Linked DNA regions of Sus scrofa: region 2 is linked to region 1. The links are chromatin contacts, called in public HiChIP or PLAC-seq maps. All regions are on one chromosome and are shown on one strand. The core of a region is the stretch at or near the end of the contact, and the rest is flanking DNA. Distances in the headings are between cores, read along the strand shown. Region 1 has its middle 45 kb from the start of VSIG4. Region 2 has its middle 62 kb from the start of MSN.

Evidence for each region. HiChIP or PLAC-seq counts read pairs in DNA pulled down with a chosen protein or histone mark.
Region 2: an H3K27ac HiChIP or PLAC-seq map of alveolar macrophages shows a contact between it and region 1. The contact joins two enhancer-like sites. A contact is called at or near these places in 1 of 47 Hi-C or Micro-C datasets (alveolar macrophages) and 1 of 2 datasets of contacts at active chromatin or transcription factors (alveolar macrophages).

Annotation. Positions count from the first base shown.
Region 1 is chrX:52,150,494-52,157,310 of Sscrofa11.1, reverse strand. No RefSeq gene overlaps it. Among named protein-coding and RNA genes, the nearest start is that of VSIG4, 45 kb to the left of the region's middle. Within about 2 kb of position 3,295, at least 2 of the 83 cell types and tissues checked have an H3K27ac peak or open chromatin away from gene starts, as enhancers often do. A contact at or near this core is called in alveolar macrophages, where this site is marked.
Region 2 is chrX:51,838,024-51,844,730 of Sscrofa11.1, reverse strand. It overlaps a transcript of MSN not described here. Among named protein-coding and RNA genes, the nearest start is that of MSN, 62 kb to the left of the region's middle. Within about 2 kb of position 4,475, at least 2 of the 83 cell types and tissues checked have an H3K27ac peak or open chromatin away from gene starts, as enhancers often do. A contact at or near this core is called in alveolar macrophages, where this site is marked.

The sequences.
Region 1 (6,817 bases), core at 2,046-4,545:
GGACACCTGGAGTTGACCTGACCATATTCAATGAACTGACTCATGCAAGTCAAACTCACAGGGAACAGATTTAATAAAGAGGGGTTTTAATTTGTTTTTTTTTTTATATTTTTAATTCCAGAGCAAATATAATGTACAAACAGCTGTGAATGCTCATGTTGCTTGAACAACAATTTCTCTCTTCCTCAGAAAAATCTATTCTGGAAGCCAAATTAATCAGAATGTTGCCTGATGAGAACACAGACAGGACAAAAGAGATTAGGTGAACTTAATGAATTTTTCCTTCCCCTAATCTCCTCAACTACGATGGGGTGGAAAGAAGGACCAGCGTCTCCTATTTCTTTTTTGTCCCTTAGACACTACCATACATACAATGGCCACTTGATGCTGTTTTTTTTCCAATGTTCACCTAGAGTCCCCATCCACCCTTCAGTGTTATTTCAGCAGATAAGATATTGCTTCTAGAGCTTCTTTAACATCCAATCAGACCTCTTGAGATTCCACCTTAATTAGATTTATGATTTCTGAGAGTCTCTCTTCTTTCCTACTTTGATTAGTGAGAGCTAATTTATAATAAGCCATTTCTAGGGCCGCTCCCGCAGCATATGGAGGTTCCCAGGCTAGGGGTCGAATCGGAGCTGTAGCCACCGGCCTACGCCAGAGCCACAGCAACGCGGGATCCGAGCCGCGTTTGCAACCTACACCACAGCTCACGGCAACGCTGGATCCTTAACCCACTGAGCAAGGGCAGGGACTGAACCCTCAACCTCATGGTTCCTAGTCAGATTCGTTAACCACTGTGCCACGATGGGAACTCCTAATATGCCAATTTTATAGGACAAAATCTCAGAGGGATTTTTTGCTTTGGGTAGAGGGCTCTCACTTGTCCCTACTCCTATGTACAAAGAGCTATGCCCTCTCCCCTGTTAGAAATTGGAGTGGGCTCAAAAGACTTTGGAAGGAGTTCCCATTGTGGTTCAGTGGAACAGAACCTAACTAGTATCCAAGAGGACATGGGTTTGTTCCTTGACCCCCTCAGTGGGTTAAAGGATCTGGAATTGCTGTATAAGTTGTGGTGTAGGTCAAAGACCAAGCTCGGATCTGGAATTGCTGTGGCTGTGGTGTAGGCCAGCAGCTGTAGCTCCAATTTGACACCTAGCCTGGGGACTTCCATATAACTCATGTTTGGCCCTAAAAAGCAAAAAAATAAATAAATAAATAAATAAAAAAGGACTATGAAAGATTCAGGGTATTTGCAGATGAACTTCGTTTCCCTTGAGATTATTTGTTTGAGAAGTTTAGTAACCAAATTGTTGCACTGTTATCAATGGGATAAGCCTTAGAACCCAGTGAAGTTGGTTTCATAGTGAGGCAGGATTGGTGAACATAGTAGTAAAAGAGAAGAATTACCCTCTCTTTCTTTCCCCTGTACTCCTCTCCCATTTTTTTTTCATTTTTTCTTCTACACATTCCTCTCTCATCTTCTCTTCCTTCTTTTCTCTCTCATTTTTCTCTCCTTCTCTCCTTTATCTTCTATTCTTTCTCAAGCATGGATAGATATTAAGACTAGCACTAAGGTAAACCTGAGCCTGAGCCTGAGCCTGAGGTTATAAATTGGTACAGCACTTTGGGTTTGCAGAGAAAAGAAGGGGGAGGAAGAAGAGGAGGAGAAGAAGAAAAGAGGTCTATAGAAAGCAAATGAAAATGAATTTGAAACTTTCACCAAGTCTTCTCCCATGAAAGCACAAAGATTTTGGACTTTATATCTAACCCCTTTACAATGCCTCTGCCTCAACCAAGATAAGGCTTATCTATCCAAAACACTGTGCTGCAGTTTCTGCTCTTCCTGTAAATATCTGCTGCTAAGAAAAGCTTTGCTGGCATCTAAAGGCAAAACCATACTGTCAAAGGGCTCACAAATGACTTCCTCCCTCTGCTTCCAAGATGGAGTCTCCCTATGCCTATCTTCTTCCTGGGCAGTGCCAAAATTCTGATGGGTCCACTTAATTTTTAGTTGAGATGAGACTGTCTTAGTCTTGCCCCAGTTGATCAGGCCTGGAGTTGAAGAATAATGTACTTATTCATTGGACAACCTGAGGCAAAAATGCTTCATCTTCCAAGGCTTTAGATTTCTAACAGGAATATAGCGGTCATGGACTAGTTAATCTCTCTGAGCTATAAAAGCCCTTAGGGACCAAATATCTTCACTTCCTTGTTATGGAGATAAGAATGCTGGGACTGAAAAAAAATTTTAAAAAATGTGGGAAAGGGATTGGCTTGTTCCTGGCACACAGTAGCCACTTAGTAAATGCCAGTTCTTCTCTGCACCATTTAAAAAAACTTTTAGCAGCAATGGTTCTAATAGTAAAGGGATTCCTAAGGGTGCATCCAGTGCCATTCCTGCATACTACACTGCCTCCAGATGGCTATCAACCCTAGTTAGGTGGATTATGTACAATTCTGGCTCTTTCTTAGCTCTGGACCATGGAACTTCTCTTCAATCCATGGTTTACTCTTTTTCATCCTTCAAGTCTTAGCTTAAAATATCCTCTCCTGGAATGGCCTCCCTTCCAACTCAAGGTAAAGTAGCTCTCCTTACCTCTTTTCTCTCACATAGTCAAAACCATATTAATTTCCTCCCTAGTACTTACTACCATTTGGAATAGTTTATTTTGGGGTCAATTTACTTGTTTTTTACTGATCACCTCCCTGGTTCTGGAGTCTGCATTTGTGACTGTGAGTTCTTTGAGATAAATAGGAATGGTGTTTTATTCACTGATATATTTGCTAGTGCTTAGCATATTACCTGGCACATGGTAGAAGACATTAAATAATATTTAGTAAGTAAATGACTCCTGCCTCTGACCCAACTTAAGTCAGGATGAGAGAAGTTGACATTATTGAGGTAACTATTATGCTTAGGCTGAAATTGAGAAGTTGAAGGCATGGAAAGGCCAGAGAACTATTGAGTCACATGGACATGAGACTCTAGCAAGAGCAGAGATCAAGGTCTTGACATGGAGGGACAATTAGGTAAGTATAGTTTAGCAGTTGAGTAGGGAAATAGGCTTCCTTATGGTCTACTTCTCTGGGCCTCAATATCCTCATGTGTAAAACAAAGGTCATAATCTTTGCTCTGCCTACAATACAGGGCTGCTTTCAGATCTGATGTAATAATAGATGTGAAGAAGGAAAGTAGGATGGGGTGGGAACTTATGAGTGGGTGGCTTATCTACCACCACCCCTAGCCCAGGCTTGGCCTGAGGTGGCTTCTGTAACTGCCTCCCCAGCAGTTACTCACTGCAGAGTCATTGTTAAAAGGAAGTCCCAAAAACAGTAGTCGGACTTTTAGCCCATACCACCTTGGTTGCTCAAGAATGACAGTTGGCTTTTGCATCAGTGCCTCTGTACCATTCTTTCTCCACCCTACCCCCACCCCCATATTACCTCCTCAAAGCGTATGTGTGGCAATTTCCAAGCTGGCATTTCTCCACCACTGTGGCAATAGTCTGGTCTCTCAGGGACCCTGGGATGGGGGCCTCAGGTGATGGGGGTAGGAGGAACCAGATTCTCTTAATCTCTCAAAATGACCCTTATCTGTCTGGGAACATGTATTTCAAGTCATCCTGCTTTCCCTTCAACTACTTATACCTTTTGAAGTTTAGTTTAATTTTACAACTTGGACTCGTCTTCTTAGGGCCCAGCATCAGTAATTCAGCTCAAATAAGATCACATACTATAACCGGTAAATAGGTTAGGAGCCTAGTTTTACCTATACCTAGCTCTACTTCAGTCCAATATCACCATCTTAATCACAAAAATCATGTTGATCATGTTGGAGAGTGAGATAGGGAAGATACACATCCTTGGCAATGTCCTTTGCCTATTTTTCATTAACTAATTTAACAAACACATGAGTTATTACTCTGAGTCAGGTTTCTGTCTAGTGGGGAAGATAGCCAAATAAACAGACTGTTACAATTTGGCCAAAGTGCTCATTACCATAATATATTCAAATATAATATGTAATGCAATATGTATAAGCTATAGTATAGCATGTATAATGTGTAATATAGTATGTATAAACTACAGCGGCAAAACAAGAGTGATCAACTTTCTGAGGAGGGCAGGAGCAGTTTCATAGAGACAATTTTAAATGAGACTTGAGGATAAATAAGAGGATAACTGGCAGTTTGCAGGTAAGGGTGGGAAGAAGGGTATCATAGTCATTCAAGAATAGTATTCTAAAATATCATGTGTATATATATATATATGCATGTGTGTGAAATAGGTAATTTGGAGTGACTAGAATTCTGTATGATTTGAGAGCAAAATTTATGTTGAAAAAAGTGGCAGTAGACGAAACTGGATAGATGTACAGGTCCATATAGCTGAGAACCTAGAATATCATGCTGAGTTTAGAATTTGTCCCCCAAAACAAGGAAAAGTTATTGAAGGTAGTAGAAAAATTCATTTAGCAATTCCCAGAAGTATATTTTCTGGATCCATATTTGAAGAGTCTAACAAATGTGCAATTAGTTATTGGAACAATAGGAACAACTATTAGATATGAAGCTATGCTAGGAAGTCTGAAATCTATGTCCATCATATTTATGATTACCACTGCCTAAAGATAGAATTGTCCAATTTTAGATCAAAGATATATAAATATAGACCAAATTTTTATTTTGTATAGTTGTTTATAGAATGTCAAGAGCTCAAACTTTCTCAAAGGATTAAATATCAGCCAAAAATAAAAAAAGAGACAATTCTGCAAGAAAAACAAGATTTTGCTAACAGAAGGGAAATGAGGGGTTGCCAAGAAACCCTGAAATTCTAGTTCTAGAGGTGGAGGAATTGGAAGCTGAAGGGAAGAGATGTAGCTATTAGATGGCAATCAATATCTTGACACCTCTCACTGAACATCCTTCTTCTCAAAAATATCTTATTTATATGCCCCTTTATGCAGCTGATCTTTATTTATTTAAAATTAAAAGGAGGACTAGGTTCAGTTCAAGCTCTGAGGAACTTAGTATAGTGTTATGAGTTATGTCCTCCTAAAATTCATATGTTGAACCCCTAGTATATCAGAATGTGACTATAGAAAATTTAAAGAAGTTATTAAGTTAAAATGTGGCCATTATAAGGGACTTTAAACAAATATAACTGGTGTGCTTGTAAGAAGAAAAATATTGGACACAAAAAGAGACACCAGGGATGTATTCATGTGTAGGAAAATCATGTGAGGGATCAGTGACAAGGTAGCCATCTGTAAGCAAGGAAAGGGTCCTGGGGAGAAATAAAATCTTCTGACCCCTTAATCTTAAAGTTCTAACCTCCAGAACTGTAATAAAATAAAATTTTGTTTTTTAAGCTACCCAGTCTGTACTACTTGTTATGGCAACCCTAGAAAACTCATAAAGGCAAAAAATTGTTTTAGTTCACTGTTCACTGATGCCTTTCTCATGGCATCATGAGTCCCTGGCAAAGAGTCCTTATTAGTAGTCTGGCAAAATCTCTCTCCTCACCACTATGACCAGGTCACCTCATTGGCCACAACACCAAAGTAATTAGGCTAGCTCCTTCTCTCTTCTACTTCAGGTCTGGACAAGGTACCATGTGATTTTTGCAACTGGTATATTTTATTCCTTCTGTTAGGTCCTCAGAAATAGTCAGAAAGAGGATAGCTATGGCAGGAGTTTCATAGGTGGGAGGTCCCACCAAATTTTAGGTAAAGTAAAATGAAAAGGCAGAAAAGCCCTGCATTTGGAGTCAAGAGAATTTCTGTGTTCAGCTCTACTCACAACTAGTCATGTAACTCTAAAATACAACTCTTAGTCTCTCTAAATCTTGTCATCAATAAACAGGTGACAATGTTTATCTCACTAGACTCATAGTGACTAAATGAAATGGTATATAAGAGCTGATTATTATAAACTCTGGAGGAGTTGAATCTTGGATATTTATCATGAATCCCACAAGGAGAACATCTCCCAACCAACCCCATCTCTACTTGCTCATGAAGAGGCCAAATTTGATTCTGTTTGGAAAATTACCCAAACATAATCAAAAAGAAACATATGAGCTTAGACTTTCACAAATAGCCTGAAAAAAGAATTTGGACACATTACGGGTGTGATGGAAATCAGATGTGTCTCAAGTCTCAATCAAAGAACCAGGTTGTGATCCAAGTCCAAAGCTTAAGAAAGAATAGCAGGAATGGAATTTGGTATAGGAAAATAGTAAAATATTCAATGATGTTGTGATTTGGATGAAGTTACTGTTATGTTGTCATAACAGAGAGGAGATTGAGGGGGGTAATCTCCGTGGAAGCTAGGGAAAGAGGAGACAAAAACAGAAGAATGAATTGATGTGCTGCTGACACTATCCATGGAGAAGGACAATTCAGGAGATATAGCTTAGAAGCAGCATACATAATATACTGGGATTCCAGTGGACATTGAGCTCAGTATGTGTCAATTGTGAAAGGTGGTGGCAAAAAACTAAAGCCATCATTGACTGCAATGACAAAAATGCAGTGTCCAGAATGAGGAAGGTGACGGTCTTTGTCTATTTAGCCCTGGTCAGACAACAGAAGGTTTTCCATTATCATCACCACACTCTAAGAGAAACATTGACAAATTGGGACAGCCTCAGCCCCCACATCTTCCTAGAGTGGCTATGGGTTTAAACTTCCTCCTGGAGCAGCCTTAACCTCCAAGCTTACCACAGTCCAGACCCAATCACAGCTCAGCCTTAAGTCGCATCACAAAGCTCTCATCAGCCAGAGAGCCATGAGTCTTGGAGAATTTGAAGT
Region 2 (6,707 bases), core at 3,226-5,725, 310 kb after region 1:
TACTGGGCGCCCTAAAATTGCTTTGGGCTTAATGAGTTCCTTGCCTGGGAAAAGAAAAGAGTAAGAACAGAATGGAGGGGTGGGGAGAGCAGAGGAGAGAGAGAGAGGGTAGGACAAGCACAGAAAGGCAAACCAGAGGAGTCAAAATACATACTCATATCAATGTTTCAATGCTTCCTACTCCCTGACAGGCAGCCTGCTGGGGCCTCCTATTTTTGTCCCTGATGGCAAAAAAGTAAGAAGTCACAGGCACTCACCTCTAGTTTGGAGACTTCACAGCTCTCACCTACCAACTCACCCCCGCCCCGCACCCTGTCCTTGGCCAGCCCCTGTTCACTCACTCGGCTGTTTTGCATGATCCACAAACTCTGGCAGTTAAGGGACTGGTGGCTGGCTGGGCGGTAGGGCCGGTAGAGCTGGGACGGGTGGTATAATCAGCATTGTCACCACGTCTGGAGTTTGTGACTGCTCCTGCATGGAGAGATAAAAGGCCCCAGGACTCATGGAATAGCTGGTGAGGAGCTGGGGTTTTCCAGGAGCCTCTTCTTCCTGCCGTGGCCAGAAGAGCAAGTGCTGAGAGGCAACAATCTGGTTCGGGACTATATGTGTTCCTGCCAGAGTGCTTAGGGAGGCTGTCCTGGCCCCCAGCCTGCAGGGAATCAGACAAGAGACCCTGGCCAACTCTGCTGCTCCTCCTTCCTCCCCCGGCTCAGTTCCAGTCCAGAGCAGAGGGAGGGGAGGAGGCAGCTAGAGGAAAAACAGGAAGTTAGGTGGTCAGGCTCCAGCCAAGAGGCCACCTCACAAAAGGAGTTAATATTTCAAATAGCTCTTTTCCCCCACCCCAAGCAAACCAGCCCTGCTCTAATATTTTGAACAACTTTCTCCCCATCTCCCCCTCCCCCAGCTCCATTATAGTCCTCTTATCAGAAGCATGCAAAGGAGAATGGCATATCAGGAGAGGGACAAGTGGGGGCTAGAAGACAGCCTGGAAGGCTAGATATGCTCCTGGATATATCCAGCTGTTTCTGCACACTCATTTTTCTTTCCTTTTCTGCAGATGCCCTGGTGCCCATGTTGAGGGTAGGAATGGGAAAAGGGGAGGAGCAAGGAAACAAGCTACCTCAGGGAGAAGCCTGCTTGTTTGTGGCCTATGACAGACTGACAGAGGTTCCAGCCTCTTGGGACAAGCCACATCTCCTTCTCCTCTCCTACAACCTCTGTCTCCAGAACTCGTCGTTGGGAATCAGGCCAGTCTCCTATCTTGCTGCCCATGAGAGTTTGCCAATGGAGCACCCAGATGATCATATATTCCAAGGTAGCCCCCAGTGCCACTGCTTGGCCCAGCCCCCGTGCCTCTCTCCCATCACCAGACCAGAAATTCCTAAGAGGAATAAAGATTATTACCACAATCCAACACCCTACCCAACTCTTCATTTTCAGTCTATCCCTCAGAGCCAGGGCTTTGTTGGATTGAGAGTTTCAAGACATGGCTCTTCTTCTCCCTCTTGGTCACTGCCTTGCTGTGGGACTGCTGTGAGAGTGGGTCTCTTCAGTGGACTTCATGTTGAGACTGGAGGGAGGAGAGGGTGGTGGTGACAAACACAGCTGAGGCAGGACTTAGCTCTACAAGGTTGTATTCTTACCTCAGGAAAAGAGGGCAGAAAATAACTTGGGCGCTTTCCAAGTGAGGAGGGTAGCAGCAGCAGCTTCCTCTCTCACTTGATCCCTGCCCCTTTCCCCTCACATGTCCTGCCCCTCATCCACACTAACCCATTTATTTTTTTTTAAAGTTTATATGATTTTTATTTTTTCCATTATAGTTGATTTACAGTGTTCTGTCAATTTCTACTGTACAGCAAAGTGACCCAGTCATACACACACACACACACACACACACACACACACACACACACACACATACATACATATATATGTATATATATTCTTTTTCTCACATTATCCTCCATCATGTTCCATCACAAGTGACTGGATATAGTACCCATTTGCTTTTTGATTCCCTAAACCAGCCAGTCTCTTAACAGCTGTCCCATCCCCTTCAGATATCTATCAATTAGACTACTTATTCTTTTATAGCCATCTCCAGTGCCTCCTCTTTGGGGGAATCTTCTCTGAATCCTTCTCCCCAAGACAAAGTCCTGTCCTCTGCACTTTGCAACCTACATTGGGGGGGGTTTCTAGATCATATTTCATACTAAAACATAATTATGTATATGTCTATCACCTCATTGCATTAGTTTTCTTTTTGCCTTTTCTAGGGCCGCTCCAGCGGCACATGGAGATTCCTAGGCTAGGGGTCTAATCAGAGCCATAGCAACCGGCCTACACCAGAGCCACAGCAACGCAGGATCTGAGCCTCATCTGCAACCTACAGCACATCTCAGGGCAACACCAGATCCTCAATCCACTAAACAAGGCCAGGGATGGAACCCACAACCTCATGGTTCCTAGTCGGATTCGTTAACCACTGTGCCACAACCGGAACTCGGCATTAGTTTTCTAATTGCTGCTATAAATAGATTGCTACACACTTAGTAGTTTAAAACAACATAAATGTATTATCTTTCAGTTCTGTAGGTCAGAGGTCTGACACCAGACTCACTGAACTAAAATCAAAGTGTTGGCACGACTCCATTCTTTTGTGGAGGTTCTAATGGGGAATCAGTTTCCTTTACTTTTCTAGTTTCTAGAGGCCACTTATATTCTTTGGCTCTTAGCCCCTTTCCTCTGTCTTCAAAGATAGCAAGTGGAGTCCTTCTCAAACCTCATCATTCTGATCTTTTTCTGCCTCTCCTCCACTTTAAAGACTCTGATGGCATTGGGCCCATGTGGATAATCCAGGAAAATCTTTCTATTTTATGATCATCTGATTAGCAATCTTAATTTCATCTGCAATGTTAATTTTCCTTTGCCATGTAATATAACATATTCACAGGTTCCAGGGATTAGTATATGGAAATCTTTGGAAGGCCCTTATTATACCTACTGTATCAATCTAAACTGTGAATCCCCCAAGGGCTAAGCCATATCTGATATTTCTTTACAACCACCCCCACCAGCATTCCCCCTCCAGCCATGTGTCTGGCCCAGAGTGGGCAGTCATCAGTAACTGAGAAAACAAAACTGTCATGGTTTCCAGATCTCTCATTTCTCAGAGAACGGAACTTTCCATAAGACCTAAATCTTATGGGCTTTGTCACCTTAACTGGACTGATGCCAGATCCTCAACCCTTTTGCTATTTGCTCCTGATTAATGAGATTTAACTGGAAACAAACTGATAACTAGCCCTATCAATGCAGCTATAGCAAGAACCGTTAGCCAGTTCTCATAGAATGGTTGTCCCATTCTTGAGACAGGGCTTCTTCCTGTTCCTCATAGGTTAGATCTTTAAAACCTCTACCATCTGTGTTGCAGGGGAAAGTAGGAGGGTGAACACTCTCTACAGGAAGACCATGCTCCTTCAGTGTGCCCTCCCAGGTACACCTTCCTTTGATCTAGTCAGGCCTTCTTGATCCATTCACCTAACTGTTCTTTGGTAAACTTCTATATGTGTGAATGAGTGGGTCTTGCCTTCCCCAAGCTAGAGAACTAGTATCATATCCATATCTTGGGAATTTGTCCTCTACACTCTATACAGCTGGGCATACAAAAGGGCTCTGTAAACCCAGAAATGGGCCCCAAACCATTTATGCAAACTCCTTTCCTCTTGTCACCTGAGATTACTATATCCAAATTGCATAAATGAACCCATCATACTATCTTTCCCTAAGCCATTCCTTCTGCCAAGAATGCCTGCCTTTCCTCCCCCAGCCCTGCGCTCCCTTTCCCAAACTACACATATATTACCACTGCCATCACCATCACATCTATTCATCTTTCAAAGCCCAACTAAAATTGTTCCTTCTCTGTCAGATCTTCCTTACCATCCTGTCAAAATTTATTCCTCATTCCTTTCCCTCTTCCCAGCCATTAATAATTCCATTTTGTGTGTGGATTCCATCCTTCCTTGTGTGCTGATTGATTGTTTACTCATCTACTTCCCCACTGGCTGGTAAATACTTTTGGGATTTATTCACCTTGCTGTCCCACCTACCACCCACTCCACTACCACTCATCACTATAGCCTTATCTCCATCATATAGTGCCCAGCACCAAATTTGTGGTCAGTCAGTGTTTACTTGCAAATGAATGGCTTTCTCATCTTTTCCCTTGTACCATGGAAGGCTCAGGAGAAAACTTTGTCCATGTGTTGCAAAGTCCTCCTGCTTCCATGACCCCTGTCCTCCTTGACCTCAACTCCACACACATATTTTGGCCCTTGTGCTTTTTGCTATACTCATCCTTAGTGGCCCAAAGGCCCAAAATTGCATCACTTGTATGACTGTTGGAGTATACTCATATACTTGCTGAATAATGAAGCTGGAAGAGATTTTAGGGACTGCTCCCGTCTGCTTCCCAGTTCACAAAATGAGGAACTGAGATTCACAGAAGGCAAGAGATTTGCCCAAGCATCTTTGTGGTATTAGTAACCGAGTCAGAAGAAAATCCCTGAAAATTTTCGGAATTTTAAATCCAGTTTGCTTTACAACACAGCTGCTGTTAGTTTTGCATGGAAAAGTGGGTAAATAGTGCCACACAGTGGTAGAGAGGCTTAGCTTCCTCTACCAGCCTTGTTCCTAGAAAGTGGAATTCCCAGCCATATCCAGCTCTTCCATTCTTCCCTGAAGGATGAGGGGACAGGGAGGTTATCTTCCAGAGATAATCCACAGGATATCCATATAGCCCCACATTCTGCAGGCAAGTAACAAGACTCAAATGTTATTCTACATCATTACCAGGATAGATGGGGAAGTGGTAACAGGAGGCAGGCAGATTGGGAGCCAGAGAGTCTGGCTTCCTAGAGGGACTAGAAAAGGGCATTTAGACCTTCCTTCTCTGAACCAGCTCTGAAAATTCTTCCCTGGACCTGTGCTGCTGGGATGGCTATTTGCCAAAGGTTTCTTTGCCACATCTGGCCTACTAAGGACTGGCTTCACATCCTGGCACAGGCCTCCCTATCCAGAATTCCAGAATATGCAGATTTGAAGACCCAGGGCTCTAGGCTGGTGGTCAGAGATCAGAGGTGGACGTTCCCAGATTCATTCATTCATTCATACATTCTTTCTTCCTTCCTTCCTCCCTTTCTTTCTTTCTTTTTTCATTAAAGTGCAATTGACTTACAATATTATATTACTTTCGGGTGTACAACATAGTGATATGGTACGTTTACACTTTACAAAATGATCACCACAATAATTCTAGTTACCATGTGTCAGCATGCAAAGTTGTTACAATATTTATGACCATATGCCTAATCATGATCTATGTATTTTATAACTGGAAATTTGTCTTCTTAATCACCCCCACCTATTTCATTCATCTCCCACTCCCCACCACTCTGATTTACTTTCTGTCCCTATGAACCTCCTTCTTGTTTGTTACATTTGTTCATTTGTTTTGTATTTGAGATTCCACCTATAAGTGAAATCTTATAGCATTTATCTTTCTCTGTCCAAATTATTTCACTTAGCATAATACCCTCAAGGTATATCCCTATTGTCACAAATTGCAAGGTTTTTTTTTTAATGGCTAATATTTCATTACACATACACACACATCCTACATCTTTAAGCTTTTATCTATTGATGGACACTTAGGGTGCTTCCACATCTTGGCTATTATAAATAATGCTTCTTTGAACATAGGAATGCATATAGCTTTCAGAATTAGATAGTAAATACCCAGAAATGTAAATAGTGGATTATGATGTAGTTCTATTTTTATTTTATAATGGAACTTCCATAGTGTTTCCCACAGTGGCTGCACCAGTTTACAATCCCTCCAACAGTGCACAAGGGCTCTCTTTTCTCTACATCCTAACCAACACTTGTTATTTTTTGTCTTCTTGATAATAGCCATTCTGACAGGTGTGAGGTAGTATCTCACTGTGATTTTGACTTGCATTTTCCTGATGATTAGTAATGTTGAACATCTTTTCATGTGTGTGTTGACCATCTGTAAGCATTTTTGGGAAAATATCTATTCAAGCCTTCTGTCTGCTTTTTAATCAGGTTTTTTCTTTTTTTTTTTTTTTGATGTTGAGTTATATGAGTTTTTTTGCATATTTTGGATAATAACCTGCTTTCAGATACGTTGTTTGCAAATATCTTCTCCCTTTTAGTAGGCTGCTTTTTTGTTTTGTTACCTTCACTTTGCAAAAGTGTTGTAGTTTGATGCAGTCCCATTTGTTTATTTTTGCTTTTGTTTCCTCTACCTGAGGAGACATATGTAAAAAAATATTGCTAAGACCAAAATCAAAGTGCCTATATTTCATTCTAGGAATTTTATGATTTCAGGCCTTACATTTAAGTATTTAATTCATTTTGAGTTAATTTTTTATATGGTATAAGAAAGTAGTCCCAGATTCTTTCAATAGGGGACTTAAACAATCTACTTTGGAGGTTAAGAAGCTGGGGATTTACCTTTTGGACACAGAAATATACCCTAGATAACTTCCCAAAGATTTCTTGGTCCAACTCCAGCAGGAGTATTTTACATTGTATGTCAGAAGAAAGGGAGGTTTAGTTTTAGGTAGAAAAGGGAAAGGGGGACAAGTCATCTGCCAAGAACTGACAGATGGAGATTCTTG